Regions from separate parts of the Mus musculus genome. Here regions 1 and 3 are each linked to region 2. The links are chromatin contacts, called in public Hi-C and capture Hi-C maps. All regions are on one chromosome and are shown on one strand. Each heading gives the region's core, a stretch centred on a gene start, on an enhancer-like site or on the middle of the called end of the contact. The rest is flanking DNA. Distances are from core to core; before and after follow the strand shown. Region 1 overlaps Camk1d (calcium/calmodulin-dependent protein kinase ID). Region 2 overlaps Camk1d (calcium/calmodulin-dependent protein kinase ID). Region 3 has its middle 43 kb from the start of Gm29857.

Region 1 (3,272 bases), core at 725-3,224, 93 kb after region 2:
CAGTACTGTGTGGCTGCTCCTGCTGCACTATGGAATCTGGGTGTTAAATGCAGGCTTAATGAGCCTTCTCCTTAGACCTTTCATATAGAGTCATACTAACAAATTTGTATGGCATTATGATATATTTTCTGAGCCCCACAGTCATCTCCTTTTTGTGGTGCCACTTCTACAAAAAGCCCTCTCCTATCCTCTAGTCTGTGCCTCTAAAATGAGTCTTGCCGGTGTCCCCAGTAAGAGGTGGCAGCAGAGCTGGCCAGATGATCGCAGTGAGGGCCGAGGATGCTAAACTGAAGACTATAGAGGAAGATGCTCTTGGTGACCTTGGAGAAGATGCAGCTGGTGCCGCCAGGCTACCCACCTGCAGCTGGGAACATGGGAGGATGGAGGAGGACATCCGGTGCTTGCTTATTTGTCGCCACCTTATTCTTTTGAGGCAGGGCCTCTCACTGAGCAGAAGCTCCCAGCTCTGACTGCACTGGCTGGCTGGCTAGAGAGCTTCCAGGGTCTCCCCGTCTCCACCTTCCAGTGCACAGGTTATGGGTACCTGCAGCCAGGCCTGGATTTTTACATAGGTGCTGCAAATGTAAACTCAGGTCTTCCTGCTTGCACAGCACATATTCCTACCTACAGAGCGAGCCATTTCTCCATACATCCCTGTTCCTGTGTAACTTCAGGCCTCCCGTTGTATGGCGGCTGAGAAGGGACTTTCTTTTGTATTTTATCTTGTGAATAGAGTTTACTGTGTCTCTTTGGCAGAGTAGAGGACAGGGACAAGTGACAGCTGTGCGGAGATAAACAGAGGACCCGGGTATAGTGATTCATGCTGTAATCCTAGCATCTGGGAGACCGAGGCAAGGAGGCCTGGAGTGAGTTTGAGGTCAGCCTGAAATATAAGGCCACCCAGTGAATTCCAAGCCATTGAGGCCTATAGAGTGAGCATCTGTCTCAAAAACAAAATCAAAGAAAAACAACAATAAAAGATAAACAGATGATGAGTTCTTGAGCGAAAGTAAAAAGATTAATTATACCTTATGGCGTAGAAGTGTACCTGTCCTGTCAACTTTCCTGTGAATCCCTATTTATTTATTTATTTATTTATTTATTTATTTATTTATTTAGTTATTTCTCCATGTTAGAGATCAAGCCCAGGGTCTCGTTCATGCTCTCTTGTGAGTGAACTAAATCCTCAGTGATATATTGACAATGTCTGGAATGTCTGTGTGTGTATGAGTGTGTACAGCATGGGTGAGTGCGTGTGTGTGTGATGTGTGTGATGTGTGTGTTGGGGGTGGGAGGTGCATGTATTTTAAATCTTTTCCCTTTTCCTTCATACTCCTGATAGAATAGGTTTTAAGTTGCCTGTTGGGGATGGGGTAGGAACAGCTGGGTGTCAGCTGGGCTCCTGCATGGTGAGGTGACAATCTATTCATGTTGTGTCTTCAGAATCTAAGCTCTAGGAAGATAAATGGAAAATGCACATTGATTTACAATGTGAGGATTGCAGGTTTGCACAGCATGAGGAAGTAAGACAGTTGGGGAGCTGGAAGAATCGCCTATGATACTGATCATGGGACTTGAGGCCTCCGGTTTATTTCGGGCCTCCTAGTCAGGGGGGAGAGAGATAGTGCTGTAGAATCTAGGAGGAGCAATGGGGACCCTGGCAAGGTCATGTGTCACAGGCCTAGAAGGTATCGTGCTGTTCCTGACAAGACGGAATCTCAGCCATTTATAGTATGGTACATCTGATGAAGATAAATACTAGAAGAAGCTTAAATTTCATTATAGAGCCAGATTACCTGTTGGGGATTAGTACTGGAAAATGTCGGATCCCGAGCCAAGCTTCTCTGAGTTTATTCCTGTATGCAGCTTAGTTTTGAGTCACTTCCTTATCAGCTGGTGTGTACATGCTAGTGTGTGTGTGTGTGGGGGGGGGCTTGAGTACACTCTAATTTGTAATATAAATATGGTATGTGTACACGCACACATTCTCTGCAAGAAAATCATAGGTCCACAGGGAGGGGTGTGGCTGCCCTCTCTCTCCCCTTCTTCCTGTGCCCATAAAGCCACGTACGTGCCCCTGTGTTTATTTCCAGCCTTCCTTCCCTTGAATTTTCCTGTGGCTTTCACTTTTCTTGCTTTGGCTAATTAAGAACTATCTCATTGATATGAATTGAGACCTAGTAATAGAATAAATGTTAAAGACAGGGTAGGGATGAGTCCAGTAGGAGGGCTCTGACTTATGGAAAACCTTATTTATGTCCAAAATAATTTCAATAGAAAAATGAATCTAGGCGTTTGTGGGTCTATATAAGCTTAGATTCTAGTCTCTTTGATTTTAAAGAGCTTATTATATTATGTGTGTAAACATTTTGCCTGCCTGTTTGTATGTGCGCCACAGGCATGCCTGGTGTCCATGGAAGTCAGAAGTGGCACTGGGTCTCCTAGATACAGAGTTCCAGAAGGTTGTGAGCTGTCATCTGCGAGCTGGGACTCGGACCCAGGGCCTCTGCAGGAGCACCAGGCACTCTTCACTGCTGAGCGTCCCTGCCTCTTAAGTGAATTATAAAGCAAGCATTAGCAGTTCACTTCAGCCCACCACTAACTCTCTGTCTTTCTTCCCTTTCATCCCCTCTCCTTCCTTTCCCATCCTCAACTTGTTTGTTTACTAAAACCTCAGATGCTAGCACATACTTTTTCTTCTTCTAATTGTCCTGCCTCCAGATGACCTTACGATGTTGTCAGATGTAATGGCATCAGTTTTAGAACTCTCTAGAATGACAAACATATCAGGGGATATTTCCAATTTCTTCAAACGATAGATTCCCTTTTTAATGCTCTAAGACACTTGTCTTTCAGTGAGTCTATTCTTTTGAGTTTAAAAAAATGTTTACCATTTAAAACCAAAGGCCATTTTCTAGTAAGTGCAGCAAAAATATTTATCACTGTTGGAAATGTGGAATTTCGGAATGGTTTCTTGAGGGTGTTTTAGCATGTTCTGAAAAGATGAAAATGCTGAACTCTGTTGTGCTGATAGAATGCAGGGAGGACGAGAGTCTGGGAGTATCTCTCGCTGTCAGGTAAGAATTTAATATGAAGTATTCATGCTCACCTATTGTAGGTAAGGTATTTTCCCCTCTTAAATATTCCTTTACATGTCTGGTATCTTAAGCATTTCTGTATTATTTAAGGGTTATTGATAAGTGTAGCATCAGTAACATACCTCAGTTGTTAAGCGTGTAATTAAATTTATGTTGAATTTTCCTTTTTTCTTT
Region 2 (3,747 bases), core at 1,000-3,499:
AGCCTGTCCCTGATAGGACAAGATAGGAGTGGCTTCTCAGTTGCCCCATGATAGGTGACAGAATAAATACCATTTCACACTCAGCCCTTTCCTCTGACAAAGTGCAAATACCTCATACCTTTAAGCCACCTTCTTAGCCATGTTATTTTTTTCCTTTAAGATGGGGTTTCATGTAGCCCCAAATGTGCTGTGTAGCTGTAGATAAACTCTCAACTGCGGATCCTCCTGCATCTACCTTCCAGATGCTGGGTTTGTACACATGGGCCACAGTTGATCTATGTGGTACTGAAGATTGAAGGCCAGGTCTCCTGCAGGCTAGGCAGGCACTATGTCTCCATCTTCTGTGGTTTGGATCTTAGATGTTTACCAAATATTTCTGTGTTAAAGGCTGGCTCCTGTCTTGATACTGCTGGAAGGTGGTAGACCTTTCAAAAGCTGGGCTCTAGGGAGAGGTCTTTAGGGGTGATGTTGGGACTCCACGCTGTGAATCTATTTTCCTCTTGGGTTTGGCCACCAGGTAAGCATCTGCTCCCCCATCTGCTCCACTATGATATGCTATTTTATGACAGGACTAAAATCAACAGGGCTATCGGCCCCGTACTGCCAAAACTGAGCCCAAGGAGACCCCTTCTCTTGGTCTCTAGTCTTTGTTATAGTGACAGAAAGCTGACTGGTACACTTCCTTGAGAGGATTTTTGGAATCATCGCATCTTGCAATTAGATGGTGGTGTCTTTCTTAGGGCATGGAGAACAAGTCCCCCAGCAATCTTCTTATATAGGCTGTAAAACCAGGAGCCTGGCGATCAAGTGACCTGTCCAAGGTTCCATGAAGAAACCTGACAACACCCAGGTCCGTAGCTCTTTGGCTGAGATTTTTCTTGCCGTGCCTTGTGGGTGTAGACACTGAATGTTGGGAAGCACAAATGCAGCTCTGGTGCAGTCATGGTTCCTAGAGTGCAGGCTGTTTTGTGGGCTTTGCCTTGGTCCTTGCTTTCACACGCTTGTGGCCTTGGGCTTCACGTTGCAGGTGTGAATTCTCCTGTGGATGTGATGGGCTGCTGAGAAATGCTGCGTGGAGTGGATAGTCCTTTTGCTCCCTCTGCCTGCTTTCCTTCCGCTGTGCTGTGTTGTGGATCACAGGTCATGTGTCCCTATCAGCGAGGCAGGCAGAGCTGAGGGTGGGGCATATTGGGTCCCTATGCTACTGTGCTGAGGTGGGTCCCCCGGGGCAGGCCTTACCCATGGACAGAACCTGGCTCAGATGGAATGCCAGTGTCCTTAGTAAATGCTTAAATGCTTGATAGGAATGGGAACGATGAATAGAATCAGGGCAACGTGGTCTCCGATTGGATGGATGACATTCTAATTCCAGCTGTGCCACTTAGAGCTATGAGGGAGGCTGTGACTGAGTCATAGCACCCGAATTGCTTTTTAAATTAATCTTTAAACATTTTGTCTTAAAATTTTTATTACATGTATGTATGTATGTATGTATGTATGCATGCATGCATGCATGTACAGTGGAGGTCAGAGGACAACTTTCAGGAGCTGGCTATTTCCTTGATGTTGTGGGTCATGGGGCTTAAACTCAGGCAGTCATGCTTGGAAGCAGGCACCTCTGGACACCCACTGAGCTGTTTTACTGTCCTCTCTTGCCCTGCATTTTTTGAGACAAGCTCACATGTAGCTCAGGATGACCTTAGACTCAGTTTGTAGCCGAAGCTGAGGATGACCTTGAACTCGGTCCTCCTCTATCTCCCTAAGACTGGATTTAGAGGTACACACCACCATGCCCTGCTTACGTAGCGCTGGGGACCAAACCAAAGTTTGAGCACGACAGGCAAGCATTCTGCTAAGTGGGCTTCATCCCAAACTCCTCAAAGCCCAGAGTTTTTGTTTCTTCATGATGACCTGAAGATAACAGTGTACTATCTTTCCAGCTTATGGTGAGGATCTTATCACAAGAAAAAAAAAAAGAAAGAAAGAAGAGAAAAATTGAGGGATGTAGACATGATTCGTATTATGAGGACAAAGTGAAGAACACAAACTTGAGCTTTGAGCAGGTGGGTGCTAGACTCCATCGTTTGATTACTCTCAGTGGGGAGACCTTGATTCCTTCCTGGGACAGATAGCATGTTTCCAAGAACAAGAAAGCAAGCATTAAAGATCTTTTGCTTATTTCTCTTGTTCCTGTCAAAAGTGACTTAATGGAGGAAGGATGTGTTTTACATCACAGTAGATCATGATGGGGGAAGTCATGACAGACATGCATAAGTATAAGCTAGCTGGTCAGCCATTAGGAAGGAGAGGGGGTGGGGAAGTGCTGTCTGTTGTTTTTCTTCTTAAGCATTCCAGATACCCAGCTCATGAACTGGTGCCACCCACAGGAATCTTTCTCCCTCACTTAAGCCAGTCATGCCTGGAGGCTTGTCTTTAGTTGATTTTACATCCTATCGAGTTGACAATCCTTGTTACTCGACACAAGAGCCCTTTAGAAATCGTTGTCAGAGTGTTGCTTTTGTTGCAACGAGCCTGGAGAAAGAGTGAGGAAGAGATACTGACATCTCATAGCCGTAGGGCTGGAGTTAAGGGGTGGTGGTCACGTGGTTACGGCAGGGAGGAGGTCGACTAGTCATGGTGGGAGCAGTCAATCACTCATCCACTCAACAGTTTCTAAGTGTCCCTGGGGTGAGCAATGCTAGGAGACTCCTGCATGTTATCTCTCTGGCCCGGGATGGCTGCGCTCTGTCATCATAGTGAGGAATATGTTGGGTCCCAATTGCAATCACCAGTCAGTCTATGGCTCCCTCCAGTTGCTCAGATAGTTCAGATGAAAGAAAGGCCACAGTAGCTCTCTGGTCCCTTCCCTTGAGTTCTGTGGCTATGTGAAGCATCCTGTGGTCTTTGCCACCTATGTTCCTTCAAACTTAGACTCACACTAGTGAGGGTCAGTTGTCATGTGTGTGTGTTTGCTCATATATGTTGCTCATATGTAGAAGCTAAAGATCAACTCTAAGTGTGGTTCTAGAAGCTGTCCACTTAGGTTTTTTTTTTTTTTTTTTTTTGTTGTTGTTGTTTGCTTGTTTTGAGATAGGGTCTCTTATTGGCCTAGAACTTGCCAGATAGTCTAGGCTTGGCTAGCCCAGTGAATCTCAGGAGTGCTCCTGTTTCTACCCTGCCAGCAGAGAGGTTACAGTGTGTACCACCGTGTCTGCCTGCCTGTCTTCCTTTCTGTCCCTTTCTTTCTCTTATCTTCTCTCCTTCCCTCTCTCCTCCTCTTTCTTCCTTCCTTCCTTCCTTCCTTCCTTCCTTCCTTTCTTTCTTTCTTTCTTTCTTTCTTTCTTTCTTTCTTTCTTTCTTTCTTTCTTTCTTTCTTTCTTTCTTTCTTTCTTTCTTTCTCCCTCCCTCCCTCCCTCCCTCCCTTCCTTCCTTCCTTCCTTCCTTCCTTCTTCCTCCCCACTTCTTCCCTCCCTGTAACTGAACCCAGACCTTATGCATCCTATTAGATGCTCTGAAACTGAGCTCTGTGTCCCCAGCAGTTGTTTTGTTCTTCTGTGCAATTTTCTCTGGAATTTGTTACCCAAAGCCCTTTCCACACAGACACACATGTTCTTACACTCATTGCTTCTTCATTCCGCCCTCCTCCCCAAATGCATGGAACACCCAGCACTGCAGAGTTTCCTAAGCAGTGCAAGTTCCTCTGTGGTCACTGGAGGAACCTGCTTTCCTGAATGCTTTTTCTGCTGA
Region 3 (3,566 bases), core at 746-3,245, 72 kb before region 2:
CATGTTATACTTCTCTAGCTTTCAGATAGCTAAAGTCAGATGCTCTCCTGACCCAGACATCACTTACTCTCAGGTACTCCCCGAATCTCTCCCTGGAAGTTGATTTGGGATCATACAAAAGCTTTGCTCTGTTTCCTCTGTCATCCTGTGGGCTCTACAAAGCCATCTTCACATTGGGTGCATGTCAGTGGGTAGTTGACAATTGTTACCTCTTACTCTGAAGAACAGAATGCATGGAGTTGGGATAAGAATTCTGATTAAACTTTCTGTAATACAACCAAGCAAGTGATTATTCAATGACACTGTGGTCTGGACCTTAGCTTCTTCTGTTCATCAGTATGAGATACGTCAACTGCCAGACAGCCTCAAACCTCCTTTGAGTATCTTCCATGTACTTGACTCTGTGAAGGACAAGAAGGACTTGCAAAGCTTTAGTGGGGAAGTTGTGTTATTTTGCAAGCTCTCTATTGCAATGCTATAGCTTGTCTGGTGAATGTCCCTTAAGTCCACCCCTCATACAAACAGGAAGGAAAAGCCTGTGAGTCTTGTGCTAGTCAATGTTCTTCTGCAAAACTGTAAAAGGTTCGTATGTTGCAGGCATGAAGTAACAATATTATCTACAAAGGTCATGCTTGAAAAAAAAGTGCAAATTACCAAAAAAAAAAAAATTACAAAAAGTCTTGAGACTGAGGTGAAAAACTGCAGAAATGCTTTGCATCAATAGCATGAGGGTCTGTGTTCACTCTCTCAAAATTTACATTTAAAAACTGGGCATGCAAGGTGGGGGACACCTGAGGAGGACCCCACCCACTCAGAGGAGAAGGGGACAGGGGATGGGGATGGGTTGTGGAGGGTGTGATGGGGAGGGAGGGGCAGTGAGTGGGATGTAAAGTGAATAAGTAAAAAATGAAATGTAATGAAATAAAAATAAAAGAATATGTGGAACACACACACACACACACAAACTGGACACAGTGGTGTGTACCAGGGAGGCAGAGAAAGATGGATTCCTGTGCCTCAGTGCCCAGTCAGTATAACCTACTTGATGTCTATCAAACCAATGAGAAAGCCTGTTTCAACAAACAAGAGGGGGAAGGCATCTGAAGAATGACAGTTCGGGTTTTCCTCAGGCCTCCACATTCACACACACACACACACACACACACACACACACACACACACACCCCTTAATGCTTTAACTAAATTTCTAAATTTGTGCAGACCTACAGGTTAGACATGCTTATAGAATCCTGGTCCCCACTGGGCACTATTGGGAGGTGGCAGAAACTTTAAGAGATTGGGCCTAGTGCAATGCCTCAGAACATTAGATTACTGCCCTTGAAGGGGGCTGGGAAATCCTGGCTTCTCTCTCTTATGTGCTAGTCCTAGGGAGAGTTACTTAGCTCTACCACACACTTTCACCTTGATGTGGTACCTTACTGGAGGTCCAAAGCTATAGGCACAATTGTCCTGGACAAGAACATCAAATCTATGATCCAAGCCTTTTCTTTGTAAGGTAGTGGTGGTTTCAGGTGTTTGTTATGGCAACTGCATCCCAACTAATGGTGAATTTGAGAGTCTGTCTGCTGTGAGGCTGGGTGAGGTAATAAAATACTAACATTGCCTAGGTCTATGACACTCTCTACAAGCATGTTGGTATTGTAACCACACAAAATACAGAGCTTAGCACCACCTCTAACCAGTGTGGTGTTCTGTCAAACCCTTAACACTGATATCCACTGACAGCACTGTGGAACCTTCCTTAGCTTCGATCCTGGTCGCCCTGGTGCAGTCAGTTATGGGAAGTTTTCTTACATGAGTGGATCACCTGCAGCTGGTTCTCATAAGATCCACAGGGATGACCTTGGTTAATAATTTCTGAAAAACAAAATAAGTAGGAACCAGGATCCACATGCTCAGGCTCCCTTCGGGGCTGTGTGAAAACCTTCCATGACCACATGTGGAACACACTCTTCCCTTTAAACCATCCAGACAGGAAACGGAGCAACAGGGCCCAGGCCCTGACTCGCTGGGTGAAGCTTCTCCAATAAAAGGGGTGTACACTGTCATTTAAAGAATATCTTTCGTAAAACTGCTGAGTTACTTCCTCAAATTTTCTTCCTTTTTTTCTAAAGATTGCTGACTTTGGGGTGAAGAAATCACAACTGCTAACTCTTAGATCCCCGGAAGAGTGTTATGGGCTCTTTCTTAGTTCTTAGTTGGAAGGAAAAGCTCCGGATGTTTTGTCCACTACAGATAATTTTGGGAAACATTTAGTCTGTGGCTTCTTCCACGTTGCTAAGAGACTTACCACAAGATGGCGCCTGGCTTAGTTAATGAAAGGCTTTCCCTACTTTTAGGTCCTTGTACTTGGAGTGGAGACACTTGGCAGAGCTGATGATGTTGTTTCCATGGAGACAAAAGTCTGAATCACTGTATGAGTTTTTAATGATGGAGACTCTCCTCTTATATCCTTTAACTATGCTGTGCCTTCCAACTAAATTTTTCCTATTAACAGCAGCTAAAGTGACACCTGGCTTGTGACTGAAGACACTGGATCTTCTCCCCAGGTCCCAGTGGAGTAAGAGGGCCATGTGCTCTGTCCTCTCTCTGTTGTGTTTTGTAGTTGTTGATTTAAACCTCAGACCCTTGGTTTCCTTAATTCAAGTGTTTGTTATAGTAACTGCATCCCAACTAACGGTGAATTTGGGAGTTTTTCTGCTGTTCCTTAATTAAACATGGGGAGATTGGCAGTATAACTAGGAAACTCAGTGGAGCTGTAATAACTCATTTGTGTAAGGAAGGCTGACTCTGAACTCTAAGGTAAGTGATGTTAGCTACATAAACCCCAACAAGCCTGTTAGCATATCACTGGATGTTCCTGGATTAGCAGATGAATCAGAAATTAAGCCAGTCTAGCAGTCACAGATTTTTCAATTCTGGGACAGAACCACTTTTTCCTTTTCTCTTTCTTTTTGTTGGGGTGGAGGGAGGTTTCGAGACAGGATTTCTCTGTGTAGCCCTGGCTGTCCTGGAATCTTCTTTGTAGAGCAAGCTGGTCTTGAACTCACAGATGTCAACTACTTCTGCCTCCTCAGTGCTGCACTCAAAGGCCTGAACCACCACATTTTTTGATATTTGTTGTGAGAGTGGAATGAGAGGCATGTGTCCTTAAAGTGAAATAAACCTCTCTCTAGTACATCCCTGTTGCTATGTGGCAAGGCTCTACTGTCTTTCTGGATCCAGAACCAGCATCATTGGGTATGAAACTATCTCTGGGGAAGTGAATCTGCCCAGCTCTTATCAGCCTCTGGTTAGGACTTCCTGAATATGACACAATGTCCTGGGGGAAGGGAGGCCTGCAGCTCTTATCTTTATCTCTCATCTGACACCAGGGCATTCTTGTGGCCAAGGCCAATGATGATGTTGTTTCCAGGCAGGAGCCCTGGAAACAGAAGGTGGGTATAAGAGTGTATGTTGTGGGTGTAAATCCTTAGAATTGTTGTTCTTCTAAGGGGTCATGTTCAGAATTCATTAAGAGGTAGACCAGTTAGCTCTATGGTTGC

Evidence for each region. Hi-C and Micro-C count contacts between places; a contact is called where the count stands out from the background. Capture Hi-C pulls out chosen DNA fragments and counts their contacts.
Region 1: a contact with region 2 is called in a Hi-C map of bone marrow-derived macrophages, with 2.2 times the contacts expected there. The contact joins two enhancer-like sites. A contact is called at or near these places in 5 of 39 promoter capture datasets (the 3T3-L1 cell line, the HPC-7 cell line, cranial neural crest and 2 more), 7 of 484 Hi-C or Micro-C datasets (bone marrow-derived macrophages, cerebral cortex, lens fibers and 3 more) and 5 of 115 datasets of contacts at active chromatin or transcription factors (the NIH/3T3 cell line, bone marrow-derived macrophages, effector CD8 T cells and 2 more).
Region 3: a contact with region 2 is called in a capture Hi-C map of bone marrow-derived macrophages, with 3 times the contacts expected there. The contact joins two enhancer-like sites. A contact is called at or near these places in 10 of 39 promoter capture datasets (the 3T3-L1 cell line, 3T3-L1-derived adipocytes, embryonic stem cells and 5 more), 1 of 15 datasets of contacts at CTCF or cohesin (the NIH/3T3 cell line), 3 of 484 Hi-C or Micro-C datasets (erythroblasts, granulocytes and uterus), 1 of 115 datasets of contacts at active chromatin or transcription factors (embryonic stem cells) and 1 of 9 other capture datasets (bone marrow-derived macrophages).

Annotation. Positions count from the first base shown.
Region 1 is chr2:5,604,268-5,607,539 of GRCm38.p6, reverse strand. The region is part of intron 1 of Camk1d (calcium/calmodulin-dependent protein kinase ID); the gene reads left to right. Among named protein-coding and RNA genes, the nearest start is that of Camk1d, 110 kb to the left of the region's middle. Within about 2 kb of position 1,974, at least 5 of the 459 cell types and tissues checked have an H3K27ac peak or open chromatin away from gene starts, as enhancers often do. A contact at or near this core is called in bone marrow-derived macrophages, where this site is marked.
Region 2 is chr2:5,697,338-5,701,084 of GRCm38.p6, reverse strand. All of the region lies in intron 1 of Camk1d (calcium/calmodulin-dependent protein kinase ID), which reads left to right. Among named protein-coding and RNA genes, the nearest start is that of Camk1d, 16 kb to the left of the region's middle. Within about 2 kb of position 2,249, at least 18 of the 459 cell types and tissues checked have an H3K27ac peak or open chromatin away from gene starts, as enhancers often do. A contact at or near this core is called in bone marrow-derived macrophages, where this site is marked.
Region 3 is chr2:5,769,595-5,773,160 of GRCm38.p6, reverse strand. No RefSeq gene overlaps it. Among named protein-coding and RNA genes, the nearest start is that of Gm29857, 43 kb to the right of the region's middle. Within about 2 kb of position 1,995, at least 74 of the 459 cell types and tissues checked have an H3K27ac peak or open chromatin away from gene starts, as enhancers often do. A contact at or near this core is called in bone marrow-derived macrophages, where this site is marked.